2 separate regions of the Larimichthys crocea genome follow, and region 1 is linked to region 2. Evidence: chromatin contacts called from public Hi-C data. All regions are on one chromosome and are shown on one strand. The core of a region is the stretch at or near the end of the contact, and the rest is flanking DNA. Distances in the headings are between cores, read along the strand shown. Region 1 holds the start of marcksa (myristoylated alanine-rich protein kinase C substrate a). Region 2 holds the start of tube1 (tubulin, epsilon 1).

Region 1 (3,329 bases), core at 111-2,610, 240 kb after region 2:
ATATTACAATGATAATGTTGTCACCATGACATCCTGTACCTGGGGAAATATATTCCATTCAACCTCGAGAAAGCATTCAAATGTATTTAATCATCCTGATAAACACGCTCTTTAATTTTAACAGAGTTTGTAAAGCAGAACATTTGTGGCTGCAGCAAGTTGAGGCTACACTCTTCAGTGCTGCATTCAAGGCACATGACAAAAAATGGGAGACACACGTACGCAACAATGATGATGACAACTTTCAGTTCCCGAATGACTTCAGAGTAATTCAGTGTGACACCGTTTTATATTTAAACCTTAAAATGACTCATCTCATCAGGTGACGCCTTCAGAAAATATGACACAACAATCAACAACAATCCACAACAATCAACAACAATCCACTGACTTCCTGTAAAACAAACTGTTGTGTAGTCGAGAGGTCTTCAAGGGTTCTATCTCTAAGCCTGAGACTCGGATCAGGCCAGGTCCACATTATTACATGTTCAGTCTCATGAGGATCGGGTAAGATCCAGATCAATCGCCTCAGGTCTACGCTTGCTATCATCTCTGATCATGTGAGGCATCATGGGTATGACTAGGTCCACTACACTCTGTATCTTTCTTTCTTTCTTTCTTTCTTTCTTTCTTTCTTTCTTTCTTCACACTACTACTACTACTTATCTTAGTCTAAACTAATAACACCTGACTGTCCTTAGACTCCGCTTGGATCAGGTCTGTTGTTTCTTTTAACTTCAACACTGTTACGGTTCAGGTCGGAATCCTACAGGTCAGATTTGCAGGCAAGTCCTGAATTTTTGAGGTGATCCAAAACTGCTGTTAACAAAATGTATTTCTTACATAATGAAGTGTAGCCATGTAGTCAGAACGGACGCAGGTCTCTACATTTTAGTTGACGTGAAAATAACCCTAAAGACTCTAACAAACAAAATATAAATAACACCGAAGTCATAAAATTCATTTCAATTGATGGATTCGGAGGCCCTGAAGTGATATAACCAGCATAGTTAACGTCGTCTAAGAGTTGCATAGCTGTACGCCGTACATTTATTTAACTACGACTGCATAAATGAACTTTGCAAAAAGAAGGCAAAAACTAAACTTTTCAGATATGTTTGTTTTATTAAGTTATGATATGTCACATTCAAACAGAAGAGAAGTCAGCATCTGGTTTGACAAGCTGTCATTCCAAAGATTTCGTGAAAAAGTTGCCAAGTTTTTTTACATCTCATTATTCCTACGTGCCCCAAACGCAGCGCTACAATCTATTGTTCACTCCCTTTTCCCAAACCCCGCCCCCCGCTCTGAGCTCCGAGCTGTGATTGGCTGAATCTGAGTGCGGCACAGTCATCGCTCGAAGCGCCCATTCATCTCTTCACTTGGGCGTTGGACTCCGCATCTTATTAGCAACAAGGGAAATTTCTCCATTTTGCAGCCTGTCTACAGCGACACGGCCACCAATCTGGGATTTTATTACTTCTCCTGAGCTGCCAGCTTTTTCCTGCTATTTACAAAAAGCCTGCTCACTCTCACTGGACTTTGCTTTACATTTTCTCTGTGAACTTTTTGGGTTCTCTGCGCACAGAGAAGGAGACAGCAGCGAAGAGCTTTGAGTTTCAACAAAGAGGCTTGCGGGTCTTTGTTCGCTTTTTTTTTTTTGGATCGGTTGAGTTTCTTTGTTGGAGCGAAAAGCATGGGAGCGCAATTTTCAAAGGCAGCTGCAAAGGCTGAAATCGCGACTGACAAGCCCGGAGAGGCTGCTGCTTCACCCACCAAGACCAACGGACAGGTAAATGATATTTTAACATCCAGCTCTTTGCATCCATCAGGAGAGAATCTGCTCGCTCTGGAGAGGGGGGCTGCGCTCCGAGGGCGCAATCCGTGCGTAATTGTGGATAGATTGAATGGAGCTCCGCAGTGGGAGTTTAAACTGAATGGAGAGACTTGTTTTTTAAATTTGGAATAGATTATAGATTATGAGCAACAGTTGATCATTTGAGATTTCTTTTTTTCTTTTTTGTGAAAATCGTGGCGCAATATTGAGCTGATATTAAAAGGAAATGTGAGTAAATGCGCTGATATTTTAGAGGAATCTGTTTGAATCCTTTCTTCATGTAATCACTTTGAATGGTTGGATTTGGTTCAAGTCATGTGTTGAATGGTTTCTTGGTAGATCTCCTGCAAAAGAAAAATCATTTTTGGTTCAGTAGTGAAGTGCTGTGTTTCTGATCGAACTCTCCTCTTGATCGTAATTTGGAAAAATCGCTGAATAACACGAGATGCGCGACGCCAACAAAGGCTCCGTGTGCTCCGAGCACCACTCCTTTTGTTACAGATGCTCGAGTAGAAAGTGGAGATGGCAGCCTGCTATCACACAGGAGGTGAGACAGAGGCTCGGAGCCAGTGGTGCGCCCCGGAGAGCGAGAGAGGGAGGGAGGGAGAGCGAGAGGTTTGAGCTGGTCTCTATTTTAGAGTTTGGACTGAAAAAAAAACATACAAGTCAGAACCCAGTTTAAATTTCCTACATTTTAGGACGTGTGTCTGAATTCTCCGCGATCGGTTGGACTAATCTAATGAGCATCTGCTGTTTTAATGAGCAGCTGCTTTGCTTTGGCGCTCCGCTTTTCGAGCGACCAGGCACCGACCCCTTGCGATCCAGTTGAGACACTGCGCTCGCTCTGGCTCTGGATCTGAATGAAATCCAGGGCGATAGATCAGGAAACATGTTGCACTGTTTAGTCTGAAGCATGGCTGTTAATTTGTGTTTGATTGTTTCCATGTAAAGTCTCTGAAAGCTTCAAAGTAGAGTCCAGAGTGCAGGCTGAAGTCAGTCTGCTTTTGTCGGGGCTGATCTCATGGTGTCTGCTGCCCCTGGTGTCCATCGGTGGCATTGTCCGGCTCCGGTCTTTAAATCATGCCAGCTCTGTGCATGGCATTAACGGCTACTGTTTGTGTTTTCTTAGGAAAATGGCCATGTTAAAGCGAACGGGGATGCTTCTCCTGCAGCGGCCGAGAATGGCAAAGAGGAGGTGCAGGCCAACGGCAGCGCCACGGCTGAGGAGGCACCCAAAGAGGAGGCTGAGAAGGCAGAGGCTGCCCCTGCTGAGAAAGAGGCCGCAGAAGGGGAGAAGGTAGAGGCTGCATCTCCCGCTCCTGCTGAGGGTGAGGCAGCTGCCAAGGCGGAGGATGGCGCCACGCCTTCCACCAGCAATGAAACCCCAAAGAAGAAGAAGAAGAGGTTCTCCTTCAAGAAGTCCTTCAAGCTCAGCGGCTTCTCCTTCAAGAAGACCAAGAAGGAGACTGGAGAGGGAGCCGAGAACGAGGAG
Region 2 (3,440 bases), core at 501-3,000:
GTTTACCTGGTGTCCACATTTCGGAAAAAACTACTGAGGGCCTCATCATACAATCCTTTCTGAAGAGGGGAAAGACACAGGATATTAGAGGAACTCTTAGAAATCATGGGAGCTGATAACAATGTCTAAATGTTCTTATACGATGAGTTAGGGCACAAACAGAACAGGCACTGACCCTGATTACAACAAGGATTTGTGACTCCATTTAATCTGTTATTGGGTGATCCATGCCAATGTTCCCTAATGGCACTCAGTTTTGTAAACCATGACTCAATAGAGTGACGTTTAAAAATGAAAATTCTTGGGCTGCCAGTTAGTTCAGTAGGTAGAGCGTGCACCCCAACTTGGTGCAGGGTTCAACTCCAACCTGTGGAACCTCTGCTGAATGTCATTCTCCACCCCCAAGAGTGGAACTTCATACATGTGCAATTAGGGATGCAACATCTATTTTCTAGATTAATTGAATTTGCAAAAAGCTTCTGACCATGTTGAGGCCTTTAAATGTCTTGTCAGCCTTAAACCCAAAAATATTCAGTTTATATGATATAACGAGGCTATAAACAGCATTTTCTGCCATTTCTGCATTAGGAATTACTTAAACAAAATAAATCATCTGAATAGTTGCTCTAGTAGCTCTATGTGCAATATGACAGTCCCCTTCAGGGATGCAACTAACTAAGAACATTGCTGATAACAATTTCTTAAAAGGCCCATGTTGAATCAGATAGCATTTTCTCACCTTGCCTAAAACACAAAGATCTATAATAGACTAAAAGTCAAATAAAACGTTTGTACAGCTGGAGCCAGCACATGTTTCATATATGAGAAAAAAGTGTCAATTATCAAAACCGTTGGTGGTAATTTTATGTCAGCTGACTAATTAAGCCCCTCAGACTGAGACATACACAGTAAATGATGTGTCAAATATGTCCTCAATAGGCTGATAGTAGGGTAACTACAGGTGTTTCCAATCATACTAATTAAGGCTCCATTCCATTTATTGCAGCAGAGCCTTTCCAGTGAGCCAACATGCAGCACAGCAGAACCCTGACACTGTTTGACCTGAATGGAACTGAACCTTAATTAGTATCATTGGTAACACCTGTGTCTGTCCTATTACGTGTCCTAACGGCTGCTGTGAAAAAGGTCCGCTGAATTTTTTAACGCTGGCTGCTATCATTATTATAATATACATTATACTGTTATTAATGACAGCTGTGACAGGTCAGCATGTCTGCTGAGACAAGGTTTAGGTCCCGACATGTTGTTCGGAGTATCGTGTGTGTGTGTGTGTGTGTGTGTGTGTGTGTGTGTGTACTAGCACTTACTTTGTTGACATGCGCATGTTCTCGCAAAGCCAGATCCCAGAACCTGCAGCCGACCTGGTTTCCACACTGTCCGACTGAAGACCAAGTTTCATTAGCAATGTTTACGTCAATACGTCTTCATTAAAACAACCGTAAGATAACCCAGGAGCTACCTACAGGGCAGCAAATGACAGCTAGCTGTTAGCTGTAGCACTTCACAGACTGTACTCACCTTGGACGACAACCGACTGCGTCATGGCGGCGGGAACACACGGACTAATCCGTGCTGTGTTTGAACATTTCTACACAGCTGTTCATTAAAATCAACTTTTCAAAAGACTTTGAACGCGACTTCAAACTCGCGCCTCCACTTTGTTTGGTCGACTGCTGATGACGACGTATTACCATGGAAACGGCGTATTTGGTTACGTAGAACGTGAACCGCCGCAACAGGAGCTGCTCGTCATCGTTTCACGTGTCTGTCTGTTTAATGTATTTATGTCTAAACTAATCAGGTTAATGCAGATAAACGTCTTATGGAAGAGATATTTCCGTAGAGTCCGTAAAATGCACATTATGAGAGGAATCACTTCTGTATCTTTAACTGTATTATGATGTTATAAATGCTACATGACGTCAAATGAATGAATCAATATAAAATTAGTGAATATGGTGCACTGTTCATTGATTACCTAAGTATTATGGACGAAGATGAATGCCACACGCTCATGTTTTTTTCTCATCCTCTATTAGTTTGGAAAAATCCAACACAGCAGAGGGCAGTGTTTCCATGTTTATCTCAAGTAACAGTCTACAGACCGTGACAACAGACAGCCAACATAAATAACAAATAATTGAATATGTGTAGATTTTACAACAGGAATAAAACTAAAGAAATTGCTGAAGTCAATGGTGAGGTCAGGAGTTCAAAAAGTGTTCAGGAGCCTCTGATGTCTCATGCTGTATTATTTATTGACGCTTGGCCAAGGAGAATTAGACACTGGCACCTAGTCAAAGACAAACAATTAATATTGCCGAGGACCTCAAGGCCCACACGTGACCTTGTGTTACCTAAGGATAGAAAATTCCATAACAAAAATCACTTGAATATGTCTATCCAGGCAGCAGCTCAGTTTTGGTGTCCCTGATGTTACAAAAATGTAATCAGCACTCAAAAACAACAAGAAAATGACTGAAACCTTCTATGACTCCGATGACATCTGCATTATTCTTTGCAGTTATCTACTGGGGAGGGGCAAGCATGGAGAGAGACAGGAAAAGACTCAAAAAACTGGGGCCGGCTCTGTCCTGGACTGCCCCCTAGACTCCATAGAGGAAGAGGGGGAGAGGAGGATGTTAGCAAAGATGACATCCATCATGAACAGCTCCTCTTACCACCTGCGTGAGACTGTGGGGGCTCCTTCAGCAAGTTTAACTAAAGTCATGCTTTGTCTTCTTATTTTTTTGAAACACTGCAATATTGACTTTGAATAATACAAAGAAAAAAGCCAAGCTTTACATGGATGTAAAATATTTGTTTTATTTATCAGAAATAAACCAGTACAAAAAGGACATTTTTGAACACAAGCTTGTAGAAAAAATGTGACATTCAGGTGATAAAGAATTCTCTTCTTCTACAGAGAAATAATTGTAGTCTAAATTTCAGGACACTGTAGGTTTGTCAGGATGGTACTGAACCTGAAATCTGCTCACATTCTCTTTAAGTGATGGTTTCTTTTCTGGATATTATTTTTAACTTGGGCGATTTGGTCGTTTTCTAGGGATGAGACATATCATGTAAAACAATGAACATGAAATGACAAAAGACAAAAACAAGGACAAATATCTGACAACAGGTGAAAGCAACAGTGACAGTACTTCTCTCAACGGTTATGTTTGACACACACAGAGGGTTTTAATGTTTGGTCAGTGCTGTATTGGGGACAATGATGGCGTGAAGTTTTATGCTGCTGGACAGGTTCCAACGCTGACTGCTCCACTGACCAGGACAGCTTTGCTGAAGCTCACTTGGCTGTTATTGATGGTCAGGTTCCTCATGCAGCCCACGTAGGCCTTCCTGGTTGCAACGCCATCTGGGAGGAAAAGATCTGGGAGGAGGAAGAGTGCATCACA

The links. A called contact is a pair of places that touch in the nucleus more often than the background predicts.
Region 1: a contact with region 2 is called in a Hi-C map of muscle, with 6 times the contacts expected there. The contact joins the promoter of marcksa here to the promoter of tube1 in region 2. A contact is called at or near these places in 3 of 7 Hi-C or Micro-C datasets (all in muscle).

Annotation. Positions count from the first base shown.
Region 1 is chrXI:1,894,227-1,897,555 of L_crocea_2.0, forward strand. marcksa (myristoylated alanine-rich protein kinase C substrate a) reads left to right here and starts at 1,361. Exons shown (of 2, transcript XM_027284008.1): 1 at 1,361-1,792; 2 at 2,967-3,329. The coding sequence starts at 1,697. All of the region lies in intron 14 of LOC113746842 (histone deacetylase 2), which reads right to left.
Region 2 is chrXI:1,655,447-1,658,886 of L_crocea_2.0, forward strand. tube1 (tubulin, epsilon 1) reads right to left here and starts at 1,751. Exons shown (of 12, transcript XM_010735893.3): 1 at 1,540-1,751; 2 at 1,329-1,402; 3 at 7-59. The coding sequence starts at 1,564. It overlaps lama4 (laminin, alpha 4), which reads right to left. Exons shown (of 40, transcript XM_010735896.3): 40 at 2,828-3,415. The coding sequence ends at 3,270.